Regions from separate parts of the Mus musculus genome. Here region 1 is linked to region 2. Evidence: chromatin contacts called from public Hi-C data. All regions are on one chromosome and are shown on one strand. The core of a region is the stretch at or near the end of the contact, and the rest is flanking DNA. Distances in the headings are between cores, read along the strand shown. Region 1 overlaps Cyrib (CYFIP related Rac1 interactor B). Region 2 has its middle 13 kb from the start of Lratd2.

Region 1 (7,032 bases), core at 2,061-4,560, 3.2 Mb after region 2:
AGTACGCACTGCCTGGGGAGAAGCTCACGCAAGGGATTCAAATTTGTCTTGGCTGCTTTGAAGTTTTGGATAGAAAAGCTGCAGTCAGAGGCTAGGGAGATGGCTCAGTCAGAAAAGGGCTTGCCATGGAAGCATGGGGCTCTAAGTTAGATCTCCACACACACACAAAGCTGAGCACAGCAATGTGTGCCTCCAGCTGGGGTGGAGGGGAGAGAGGAGGACCTCACAGGAATGCTGGCCAGTCAGTCTAGCTCTAGGCTCAATGAAAGTCACTGTCTCAAAAAATAAGGTGGAGAGCATTGAGGAAGACACTTCATATCAATTTCTATTCTTGTGCACATATGCCCACATATGAACACACACCATACATGTGAGGTCTCCTCACATTTGACACCCTTTGATCCACTGAAGACATTTAGAAAAGAGCCTCATTTGTAAGGCTAAAGAAAAAAAAAAAAAAGCCCCAGCATGCATCTCTCAGGTGGTGCCCAGACACTAGACAGACCTTGTTCCAAGACAAAACACAGCAGCAAGGTCACTAAATGATGTTTTCCCCTTTCTTCCAAGCACTTAGAGAATGCAAGCTTGCATTCATACTTTTCCCTGAGTCAGCATGGGGGTCCAGGGCCTCCTCTCATGAAGGAGGTAGAGGCAGAGGTAGGCAGAGCTCTGTGAGTTCCAGGCCAACTTGGTCTACATAAGCGAGATCCCGGCCAGCTAGGACTACATAGTGAGACCTTGTCTCAAAACAAAATAAAATAAATACATTTCCCATAGTTTCAAGCTCTATTAAACAGGCATATACAATTGTCTCTAATGAGGCCTCAGCACAGAAATCAATCTGCCTTTAACCCTAGGAGACACCTGAGTGGTCCTAAAAGGGGGACAGCAACTAGACACGAGCTACTTAACTCATTGGCAAATGTTAAAAAGGAGTGTTTGGAAGCCTTAAGTCAACCATCTGTTTAGCCTAATAATGTTAACAGTGACTGTACTTCAATAAGGTTTGGTTTTGTTTGTGGTACTGGGAATTGATCCCAGGGTCCACGCATGTTACCCAAGAGCTCCACCAACAAGCTACACCCCTCAGATCTCAGACAAGGTTTTATTTAAGCAACAACAATTCGACCTTCTTTTGATTGAATGAACAGACTGTGGAGGTAAGAAGGAGGCAGATAAGGATGGAATTATATTAGTGAATAGACACATATTATTAGTACGTGCTGAATTGACATGGAGAATCCCAGAACCATCCATCACAGTCACACCCTAGTCCTGCGAGATAAACTACGCTGGGGACAAGGGCAGACACCCCTAGCCGTTGGACGAATAGTAATGGTGTTTCTGAATTAATTGAGAATTACCTATCAACTATCTTCTAGGTATAAAGACATGATGTCTTTAAAGAAAAGTCACTGCTAACCTGAAAGATAGAGAATATTCCTTTGGGGACCTGGTCTATGGATGAGGGGCTCTGAGGGCTAGGTCCAGCTAACATGTTTCCTGGTTCAGCAGCTCTCACTTCCAAGTCCTTCCACATGGTAAACCTCCCAGGTTTGGGGTCCCCATGCCCTCCAGAGGGGTGAACACCCAGGGTGTGGTCATGCACTGCGCTGGGCCTAGAGGAGTTGCTGAGCACATCCCTTCTTGTGCCCTGGAGCTCTTAGGACAGTAAGCAGTGGCATCAACATGCAAACTGTGTGTAGTGAACCAAGATACCAAGTCGTTACAGACTTGGCAAGGCCAAGTCCCAACCAGGCTGACACGTCACTTCCATAGTGGATGGCACTGGATCCCACAGTCTGCTTAGGCCTTTCAGCATCTCTAAACACACGCTCATTCACAGACCTGGCTCTGATCTGGCTCCTGGCTCTTGGGGTCAGTGGTACACAGCAGAACTTTACACCATAGATGTAGACTGGCTTCAGCTGACCTGCCTGTGTGGTTACGGGCACTGGCATACTGCCCAGTCAAAGAACAGAAATTTAAATTCTATCCCATGATACTCATGGTGTGTGCTCATGAACATCCAATCAGTGCACACGGCGTGGAGCTCCAGAGTCAGGCACACCTGGGTCCAGTCTGGGATTATGTAGATCCCGACAGCACTCAGTGTCTCAAACAAACTTGTTTCTTCCTCTGTCATTCTTTTAAGTGTACTGAACAATATTCAGAAAGTGGCTGGTCCATAGAACTTCTAAAAATAGCACTCTTCAACATGTAGCCAGACAAAATTCATGAAAAATGAAAAAAGAAAAATGTCATACTACAAAAAAGCCACCATTTGACCATCAACTGGATCAAAATTCCAAATCCCTGTCCATTTTAAATGAGTCTCTATGGTCAGGGCTGACTTCTAGAGCTCGCCACATCTTCTTTTTTTTTTTTAATCCCCAGCCTTCATCTTGCTGCCGCTGAGTTTCATCAGAAGATACCTAGCCATCACCTCTGTATACATGATAAACGTGGCCGTGCCTAAACTCACCAGGACGTGAAAGTTAAGTTAAATATGGGCAATTTGTGCACACCAAGCACACACACCTTAAGGAAACCATAAACATATCCTACTGCATAAAACTGAGCAGGACTCCAGATGGGACAGGGGGACAGTGTTACCCGGAAGTGTGCTTGTCAGCAGGCCACAAGGCATGGGACTGGGAGGGGGGGCGGTGCTTGGCGAACAGGCCTGCAGTGCCTGCAGAGGACTTGACCCCACTCTGTGCCAGGCAGGGTGGTGGCCCTCAGGAGCAGCTGCATACTGGAAATCTCTCAGGGGCCAGCACTGAATACGCCTTGGTAGAAGCGGCTGCTGGCTCTCAGGGGAAAACAGCAGCTGGCCCTAATCACCCAGGGTACCTTTTCCAAACACTGCACCTCAGACCTGGGGATCAGGGGTTCCTGGGTGATGGGGTCACATAGCTGAAGCCTCTCTCCCTCTGAAAGCCAAAGCCACAGCAGCCATTCTGCTCAGCCACCAGGGAGAGAAGCACTAGAAGTCTTCTTGCTCATGGCACCTCCCTTTCCCAGTGACTTCAGGGACAATAGTCAGATGGCTGTCTTAAGGCAGAGTCTGCTTCCCTCCCTCCCTCCCTCCCTCCCTCCCTCCCTCCCTCCCTCCCTCCCTCCCACCTCCCCAGGCCTCAGAAACCTGTGCTGAGCTAGTAGGCAAAGTACTTCTTTCCCACGGAGCCCTAAACATCCAAGGTTGGTCCATGCCCTGCCACTCGGGAATTCGGGAATTCGCAGCAAGTACTATGGTGCTACCCTTGCTTCTTAAGAAGGAAGCCCGCCCCAGGATGGTATGACTCACACAAAGCCACATGGTACATGAAAGGGCAGGAAGGGCAGGGACAGGAGCCAGCTCAGGGTACTTGCACCTATACCCCAGGCTGCTGCCCAATGACCTCTCTCCCCCGATACCTGTTTATCTTCCTCTTACAGCCAGTCAGTATAAAAACCTCATTACAGATTCTAGGAGTCTCATTTATTACAACCCACTCACAGTCAAAATGTCCTCCAGCACCACAGGTGGGACACATTTGACACAGATACAGAACCCCACAACCCAGGGTAACCACTTTGTAGCTGGGTTACATAGAAAAACCTTCCTAACCTCTCTGGGCTCAGTTTCCCCTACCATGAAATGGTGATGGTGATATCAACCACTAAGGATTTGATAAAAGACCATTAAGTGATGTCATTCAAAGAGGCAGGGCTTAGACCACAGCCAGTGGGAGCCACACAATGGCCTGTCGTCTCGCTTGCCTTATTCTTCTCACTGCCCCCAGCCCCCTACCCTAGGCAAGGTGACCCTTGCTACTCTGGTAGCTTTTCTCTTGGGTGCCCAATCCCCACTGGCACTGATGACCCACCATATGGCCAGAGGCACCTCATATCCCCCCAGGGCCCAGAACTAATGAGAAGAAACCATTTTCATTCTCCATTCAAGACCTTCATAATCAATGTCAAATATTTGTCCGGTGTCCAAAGCCCATAAAACTGAACTGGGCAGGGCAAGGGGTGGGGGACCCACAAAATAAATGGATGCAAACAAAGTGTGACTGGCCAAGGTGGCCCGACATCATCTGGGAGGGGAAGACAGTAGATGGTGAACAAAGCTAATACCCATTGAGAGCCCGAGGAAGCGGCCCACTACAGAGCAGTCACCTCCTGACATCTGCAAGGACGTCCCCAACCCACCAGACCTACAGAAGCTCCGTTCTGCAAAGGCCCCTTGGAAGTCCTTGAGGGTCCGTGGTGCGGCATAGGAAAGGGAGAAAGCATTTTCTTCCCAACCACGTGGTGCTTTCTAGCTAGCAGGAATCGCTACCCTCAGCGGCTCACCATCGCTGGCCTGCTTCCAGACCAGCTGGGAAGGAAACACTGGCTGCGGAGCCCTCCCCACTTACCCACATACCCTCACACTTCCCAGCATCCATCAGGGAAAGCCCACAGGCTGGGGCAGCACTTTGGTCTCTCCCTGTCTCTTTTCTCCTCCTCTTTCTCCTTCCTCCCTCCCTCCCTCCTTCCCTTCTGCTACTCATTGTCAAGTACAAATCACCAATGTAACAGAAACCCCAGTGGCCAGGAAAGAAAGCCACGCCCTGCAAGGCCCTGCCATGCTTTGCCATGCACAGCTGCTGTCTTGTCTGACAGTTCCATGTCCCTCTGGAAATGCACCCAATGTCTCCTATGGGACACCCTAACTATCTCTACATGTGTACCAGGGGTGGCATGTACCCTAAGAGAAGACAGTCAAAGCATGGAACCTTCCAGAACCAACAGACCTAAGATTCTAGCTGGCCAGTAAATTTGACTGAGGCTGCTGGGAGGGAGGTGCCTTTTATCCCACTAGGAGACTTAGTTTGTGTCCAAGTTGTTCTAGCCGCTTGCCACCTGGAAGAAAGAGCCTAGAGACCAACCACTGGAGCAGCCCCGCCCAATCAGCTCATTGCTTGGCACATAATTCTCTTTAATTTTATCGACTTAGGCTAGCTGAAGTTCAGAGAGAGTCATTTGCAATCCAGAGAGCAACTGGTTCAGTGTTCAGGGGGTGACAGGCTGCTGCTTGCTGCCACCCATTCCTCACTTCCTGTCCTGGCTCAATGTCAGGTCTGACTCTCGGCTTGCAAGGAGGGTGGGGCCCTAAACATCCACCTTTCATTACGGACGCAACTCTTAACTTTTTGTGTTCCTTCTGTCACCTGTCCCATGATGTAAATACCAGTGGCTGCTTACAAACTGTGGCTCAAGGTCCTGAAAAGCCATCATGGAGTCTCCCCTCTTGCTCATCCCCATAGCTCAGACCCACAAACCAAACACTCTCCGAGCTCTGGGAGGAATGGGGTTTTCAAGATTCTCATTTATGATACAAGCCTTTCGAGGACAAAGGTAACCCATGCAGGTTTCCACATCTCTCTTCTTGGGTGAAAGTCCTAGGTTCCTCATGGCTGAAGTCTACTTTATTATAAGGGACTTCTAAACCCACTCTCCCTCCTAGTGCCTCAGGGCCTCCAGACCTTTGCAACAGTAGTTCACTCAAAGGTTCTGGATTCAATAACCTTTGTTATGGAAATTAAAGCAAAAACAACAACAACAACAACTACAACTTACTATTGTAATTGAAAAAAACAGGTCACTGTTTATTATTTCGGTTGGAGCCCTAAAGAAAGATCCTACTTGGGAGAGTGGGCCCTGCATCTCTCTTGGGCAGCACAATAGAGCTGCCCCTGGGGAGAGAGGGGCTCAAGCAGCCCAGGAGGTGAGCACAGGTCGAGCAGACCCTGCCCCTTGGTGGCTGCTGCACAGGGTAAGTTGGCTGGAGAACTTGCCCTGGTAATGCAGGCACAGGAGGGCTAGCAGGCTGACCAACTCAGCTACCTCCCAGGCCCAGATCCAGGGCTTCTGAGTTGGTCCACCCAAACATTTACCCCATTTATGATCTGCTGGGGGGCATGCCTGTCCTGCAGACCCAAAGCTGCGGGACCTCCACGACACAAGGCAACAACAACAGGATATCCTAGAGGAGTGCATATGAGAATCCAGTACTGATCGCGTAGCAGAAGCCAGAGGCCTCGAACCAGACCAGTGACTCTGAGCAATGTGCATTTTCAAGAGCGGATAGATGTGTGACACATATGGCACACTGCAGCTTCCATGACAAGACTTTTTTATTCTATTTTATTTTGATGGGAGGGTTGTTAGGGTGGAGATTGATACAAAGGGACAAGACGTGAGTGAGATTGGGTGTATGGTGTGACATTCACAGAGTCTACAAAAAGATAAAAAAATAAAAATGAAAATAAAAAATAAAAGAGCCTATGAATAAAACTCGTGGAGACACTGGACACAGACAACACCGACATTGATTCGTTCCAGGAGTTAATTCCAAAGACTCTCGGTACATGGCACAAATATCCCTGGACTTCATGTACCCAAGTCTGGCTTCAAATTCTGTCATTGCTAAGGACCACCTTGCACTTCTGACCCTCCTGCCTCCATTTCCAAGTGTGGCGTTCCCCGGTGCACCCCACCACACCGAGCTTACTCAGGTGAGTGAGATGGGACCCAGCCCTTCATGTGTGCTAGACAAGCATTCGACTGAGCCATATCCTCAGCCCCAAACTTTCCCACTCACAGAAGACAGAGCTTAAATGCCAGGCAATGACGTCACCTCAGACATCGTATCCAAAGGCAGAGAGGTCCCAGTCTGTCTTTCCTTCCACCACCTAGAAATGACCATATCTTCATTTCTAGGTATTTACACTCAAATATGAACACTTATTTAGAACTGTAAGGCACATAGACATTCACTACATGTCTTCTCTCTGGACAGCATCTCATGGGACTCTGAAACATGGCATCTGTTTCCTGAAGATGACCGTAACCCTGCATGTCTTGGGCCTCATGCGGTTTCACACTCTCCGCCTTATGGGCAAACGGTCCACGGTGGGCAGCTGTGGGGGTGTTTTGTAAAACCGTCTAGCATCTCCCAGACCCTGCAAGTTGCCACACTCTGGGTCACTCTGTCTT
Region 2 (6,473 bases), core at 3,725-6,224:
TCTGTGCATAGTTGTTAACTTGCAAAAAAAATGAGGAAGGAAGCCTTGTCTCTGAGGTCTCTGCAGGACTTCCCTTCATGCCTGGCACTGTGTAACGGCAGGCATGTTGCGATGATAATACCCATAAGTGCTGGGTATTCTAAGAGTGCTAAGACACTCTTAGAATCCCATGGGAAGAGAGTGTCAGTTAGGAATTATCCAGATCTGGTTGACCTATGGCATGTCTATGGTTATTTGACCTAATTATTAATTGATATAGGAAGACCCAGCCATTTGTATGTAGCAACATTTCCTAGGAAGGAGGAGGCCAGATTAGTATATATGGTGACACATTTACTTGTAAGCTAGAGAGCAGGGATGGGTATATTCCCTCTTTTTTCATGACTGTGTATATGAGATGACTCATGCCTGAGTTCCTGCCTGGACTCCCTCCAAAAGTTGGACTGTAACTTGGAATTGTAAGCCAAATAAATTCTCTCCTTCCCTACTCCTTCCCTATGCTGCTTTTATGCCAGGTATTTTTTGTCCTAGCCACAAAAAAAAAAAAAAAAAAAAAAAAAAGACTTGAGCACCATCTTATACTAGAAAAATAGGAAAAAAATACTGTAGAATAATTTTCTGTGAGAGTATTGTCAGAAAAGATGGATATGGACTCAGTAGACTGAAGAGGGACTACCATCTAATTTGCTGGGAACCGGAGGAAGATCAAGGCAGCCAAAGGTGATCCATATTTTCTCTCTGTCACCCCACCCACTAGATATCACATTCAGATTCTCTAGTCTTTGGGGCTGTACAACTTACAGCATCCCCCACCCCTATCCTCTTCCTCAGGGTTTGGGTTCACATGGCCCTCACTGGTTCTGAGGCCTTTGGAGCTGGACCAAAGCACAGTGCCCCCGTTCCAGGGCCCGGCTCATACACTTCTTGTCTTGGTGAGTCAGAATTGAAAAGCACTGGAAAATCTTAGGTATAGGAGCAGTGAGGAGGAAAAAAAAAATGCCCTCATTCTAGCATCCATCTGCAGCCTTTGCCAGCAGTAAAGCAAACATTCTAGAACAATTAACAACTTCCCGAGCCCTTTCTCCAACCCCAGCCATGAGCATGCACTTTTCTGTGAATCTCATGAGAAAGGACATGTACCAAATATTGGAAGGGTCCAAAGATGGCTGAAGGAAGACCCAAGACTTGGGTAGTATGCAAAGGCAAGGAGTGTTTATTCTATAGAAACAACCAGCATGAGAGGGTCAACATTCTTTGAAATGGCGATGCCAGACAGAGGTGTGCAGGCCTTCTTATAGGGAGCTGGAAACTCTCTAAAAGGATTAAGTAACCTAAAATTTCACTGGCGAGTGCTAGGGGGTCACAGGTGGTCAGTGGTCTGCATTCCTATGTCATGAATGTTTAACCGTAGAATGAGATAGAGTTGCCCAGCACAGATGGCCCATTCTGAGATAAGATATTTCCCCACGTTTGTGGTTATCTCTGTGGTCTTTGGGAGGGGATTTTTATGACCTTGTTTCTGAATTTTATTGTGGTCTATTCCTGGAAACTGGTGCCTTTTGGTTTTCTTTTCGAAATCAGGCCTGGTCCCTAAATGGAGATATATATATATATATATATATATATATATATATATATATATATATATATATATATTTTTTTTTTTTTTTTTTTTTGCTCAAGTTGTTTCCATTGGGCAGTGGTTGAGGGTTTTTGAGTGACTCAAATGAGGGGCAAAGTAGATCCTCTTGCTGTGAATATCCAGGACTTGTCTCTTCCTCTCTCACCCCTCTCCTCTCTCCTCTCATGGCCCAGTTCAGTCTGGTGGCCTAATTCAGACTGGACCTTTCCAGATACCTCTGACTGATTTTCCCTCATATCTATAACAAAACCCTTCTTCTCAACCATACGTACCTAGGAGTGATCATGTTCTCATTTTCATTCACTTCTCTAAGAAGGATGAAGCATCTTAGCATTAGCCATATGTATGTGCCTTTGGGCTGCCAGTTTATACTTCAAAAGGCTTCAAATAATCTCCTTTTCCTGTTCTCCCCCTTTTGATAAAAGAGGTAAGTACATGAGGTGAACCTTAAAATGTCATAGATGATATTCTAATCTGATAGTGAAAGAATGGCTCAAACACTGTATATAAGCTTATGGGCTGGGCCGTAAACTCAGATCTGCACCTTGATGTTGGTCTCTGGGGTCAGATTTCTCAGGGTTCATCACATGGCTCTGTCACCTCTCACGTAACATCCTTGGTCCTGTTCCCACACACATTTGGGCAGATCTTGCATTCCCTTACCCTCCCTTGAGAAATATATACTCTCCATTTGGGTATATCTCATTCTTTTTCATGCCTTTCTTCTTAACCATCATGCTAAAGTCTATGTTAAAATATCTTCATACATATGTATGTAACAGTGATTAGTTGGGAGAAAGGCCACAAGTTGGAATGTTTAGAGGGGAAATATGTAATTTTGTCATCTCAAAAAAAAAATAATAAAAATATATCTTCAACAAAGTTATCTACTTTGCTTGGTCAAACTGGCTAGTCCTGACATTCTTTAAAGCTTGGAAGCCATGATCTGGCTTTGGCCTGAGTTGAGGTCCCTAAAAGCTTGAGTGTACTGTCTCAGTCTGGTGAAGATAACAGTATCTCTAACCTTTTAACCACTGATATCAAAACTTACCAGTCTTTATAATTTTGTAAATCTGTTTTCCTGTCTGTCTGCCTATGCGCCTACTTACCTATCTCTTCTTGGTTAGATCTCGGTGGTGAAACCTAATGAATAAACCAACTCAGTGCATGCGGTTTAACAGAACATGGACCCAGGCAAGACTGACTCAGACCCACGTGTGCAGATCGCCTCCCCGTTCTACCCGTTCTAGTCAGTGTCCATGCTACTATTGCCACAAGTCAGTGCCAAGAAAAGTGTGTTCTGCAAGGTGAACTCGCTACTTTAGCAAAGCTTTTCTCATTCCTAGTTCTTCTTGGACCTCAAGCCTCATCCAGAACAGCCATCTCAAGAGCTTCTGCCTACCCACTGAGATTTCCGAAGCATTGAGAGGAGATAGCCCCACTGGGCTGCGGAACCTGACCTTTCTATATATGGATCGCCTGGAGTGGGATAGAGCAAAGGGTGACCCAGGAATCCTGACTAATTTGACAAATGAATTAATTACCGAGGGAGGATGTGAATCATTGGAGCTCCGGGGGGTATGGCTGAGAAATAAATCGTATTTCAGTGTGCTGTACCAAACCACTGAATTCCTGCAGGCGCTTACACACAATGCCAACCTGAGCATGAAGGAGTCTGCCAGTCTGCCAAGGTCAAAACCGATCCCTATTCCTACCAGGCTAATTCCCCTCACCCAGTGACACACAGATTACTGTGCAAACAGTCAAGGACTAGATCTCTGCTCCTTAGCTGCTTCCTGTCATTACATCAAGCCCCAGGAGGGCTCAACTTCCTCGTTCATTATGTAAATGATTTAAAGACAGAATCTAATAGATTAATACTCGGAATCCTCTCCTGTGAATGCCTCTCGTTAACTCGATTTCTATTTAACTGGAGTTAAGGAAAACCGCCTAGTTACAGCCTTCGTCAATCTTTCTAAACTGGTAGTTCATGTGCCTGCCTGGGTTCTGGGAGTAAAATGAAAATAATTGCATTATTGCTCCATGATCAGGTATCTTGCAGTGTCCTGAGGGCACTATTCTACCTATCTATGAGGATTAAAATTTAACCGCAGTTACAGAGTTTTGTGAGGAATCTGGCCCTTCCTGCTCTAAGGCGAAGAAGAAATCTATAGGTCTTAGTGGATAGCTGCAGACCTCGGCCTAATACTTACAACCAGCACAGGGGCCGGAGCACGTTCTCAAAAAAAAATGGTGATGGAGCCCTGGTGTGAAGTGGATTTATTTCTTGTAGGGTGTGTTTCCTCATAATTGTAAGCATTGTTGCTGATGATTGAGAGATGAGCTAAAGACTCTGTTGTGTCATGCACACCTGTCCTTTGAGTTGTCACACACTGAGTGCCAGGCTTCCTGGACTTTGTCCAGACTCTGCAGACAGATGATGGACAGAGGCTGAGTGACTTGCTTCATGGACCTGAAAACTAGCAACATGGGCCTACCTGGGAACTTCTTAAAATTACAAAATGACTCAGAACTGCTAAGCTGTTTCACTTTAACAAGGTCTCCATGCAGTGTGTGTGTGTGTTTTGTGTTTGGGTGTGTGTATTTGTGTGTGGTGTGTATTTGTGTTTGTAAGTGTTTGGTGTGTGTGTTTGGGTGTGGTATGTGTATATTTGTGTATGGATGTATGGTGTGTTTGTATGTGATGTGTATATGTGTTTGTGTGTGGTGTGTTTGTGTATGGATGTGTGTGTGTGTGGTGTTTGTGTATGGATGTACGTGTGGTGTGTTTGCGTGTGTTTATGTGTATGTGTGTGTGGTATGTTTGTGTTTATGTCTGGTGTATGTGTGTGTATGTGTGTTGTGTGTGTGTGTGTGTGTGTGTGTGTGTGTCTGGAGGCAGACCTTAAAGCACAGCCTCTGGATAGCCACTTGGTTGCCCCAACACGCTGCAAGTCTCTGTGCTCAGTCCCTGATATGAACAGCACCCCCCTCACTGTTCTTGGGTGAATGTCCTGAGCAGTGACCCTGGAGGCATAAAGACAACTGTGAGCACTGTACATGCAGGGCACACACAGGTGTCCTTGTTAAGTGGCACACACAAGTCTCCATAGCAAGTGTCCTTGTTAATGGTTTTCCCAAAGTCTTTTGTTCCTTGGCTGTGCTTGTTTGTGTTCTCTGAGGCCTAGGCACCCAGGCCAAAGATCTCTACACCTGGATGATCTCAATTACTTGTTAGCTTAATAGGCTCTCCCTTTCTCAGCTTGAGCCTAGCCAGGGCTATCAAGGTTATTTACATCACAATTGCACAAGTTTTCTGCCCTGGGGCATCATCCAATCCAACTGACTTTACTAAAGACCCTGAAAGGTTCTGGGTCTGTTTCCCAGGCTATCAAGGCAGGGAGTTGCTTGAGTAAGTTTTCCCAGCAGGTGAAATCTTGACAGGAAACCTTTTGCATGGAGGAGTTCTTAGCAGCAGAGGCTCTAGCTGCCCTCTCTAGGATTGCATTGTTTCGTTTCAGGAAGGCAATAATGGTGTTCACCGGTGTGAATAACATTCAAGAGCCTGGAGCCAGGGGAGGAAGTCTGAAAGGAAAGGGAACCGGCTAACTGAGCAGAGTTTGTGGGAGATTAGCACAGAAACAGATCCCCAGACACATCCATGGGATTTATAACAAGGCTGGGTAATTTGTTCTTGCATGCTAAGATAAGGGTAAACAAATTTCATGCTGAGATGCTGGCCCCTATCTAGAGAAGGCAGGAAGGATTCTGCACCCTGTTGCTCAATGGCCGACTTGACAAATTATCCCCAGGAGCTTGTTTCTTGCAGACTTTATCAAGAGGTTGCACCGAGACCCAAGTGTTAAAGGTAGAGATGGCTTGCCTTGATGCAGACACAGTTCTTGTGCATCTCAGCATGGAAAAGCTCAGATGTAGACGTGACCCCAGCATTTGCAAGACCTTTGAAAGGCACTGTGCTGGTCTTGAGAAACCATGTGATACCCAGATGGGATGAAAATATATTCGAGAATGCCTTGCATGCCCTTGAGCCTTGAACCACATCGGTAGGGCACCTGACTCTGGACAGTAAACATTCTGTTTCTTGTGGTTTGCAGTGGAATGCAGTGTACAGTGTATCCACTTGTAAGGGGACAGGACAATAGCAATTCCTCTATTGTCTTAGTATTCATTATTTGTAGCATACTCCGGGCACTGGTAATGTTTTCAGAAAGAAGACATCTAGAGCTCTAATGTTAAGTTTCTTAGCAAAATCTTCGAATGACACTTAAAAAATGGAAAATTTAGGGACTGGAGAGATGGGTCAATTCTTACCAAGACTTTCATTCAATTTCCAGAACCCACATGGTAGCTCACAACTGTCTGTAACTCCGTCAGGGGATCCAAGACTCTCTTCCAGCCTACTCACACACTATATGCATGTGTCCATGGACACACACGCAGGCAAAGCACTCATATACTGTAGCAGGAATGGCGGGGGCAGGGGGGGGAGGGGGCGTCTCTACATAAACACTGGGGGCCATGCAGCCGCAAAAGCAACTTCTGCAGGAGGACCTAATTGAGGACTGCCTGAGAGAACAAGAATTGCTGGTGCAAACAGTGTTAGCCAATCAGAAACTGCTGTTTAGAATAGATACTTTCTTGGGACCAATGGGAGTGTGGGTGGAGGGTATTAAATGAGCTTGCAGCAGTGCTCAGATGAGCTTGCTGCAGCATTTCTCACCTGTTCCCAGGAGTCTGCAATAGCCCCAACCCCCAAAGGCAGAAAGGATCAGGCAGAGAGTTGTCCAGGGTACAGGCAACACTATACATA

The links. A called contact is a pair of places that touch in the nucleus more often than the background predicts.
Region 1: a Hi-C map of the N1E-115 cell line shows a contact between it and region 2, with 4 times the contacts expected there. The contact joins two enhancer-like sites. A contact is called at or near these places in 2 of 39 promoter capture datasets (cranial neural crest and pre-B cells) and 1 of 484 Hi-C or Micro-C datasets (the N1E-115 cell line).

The regions. Positions count from the first base shown.
Region 1 is chr15:64,028,566-64,035,597 of GRCm38.p6, forward strand. The region is part of intron 1 of Cyrib (CYFIP related Rac1 interactor B); the gene reads right to left. Among named protein-coding and RNA genes, the nearest start is that of Gm25628, 6.1 kb to the left of the region's middle. Within about 2 kb of position 3,311, at least 72 of the 459 cell types and tissues checked have an H3K27ac peak or open chromatin away from gene starts, as enhancers often do. A contact at or near this core is called in the N1E-115 cell line, where this site is marked.
Region 2 is chr15:60,835,052-60,841,524 of GRCm38.p6, forward strand. No RefSeq gene overlaps it. Among named protein-coding and RNA genes, the nearest start is that of Lratd2, 13 kb to the left of the region's middle. Within about 2 kb of position 4,975, at least 24 of the 459 cell types and tissues checked have an H3K27ac peak or open chromatin away from gene starts, as enhancers often do. A contact at or near this core is called in the N1E-115 cell line, where this site is marked.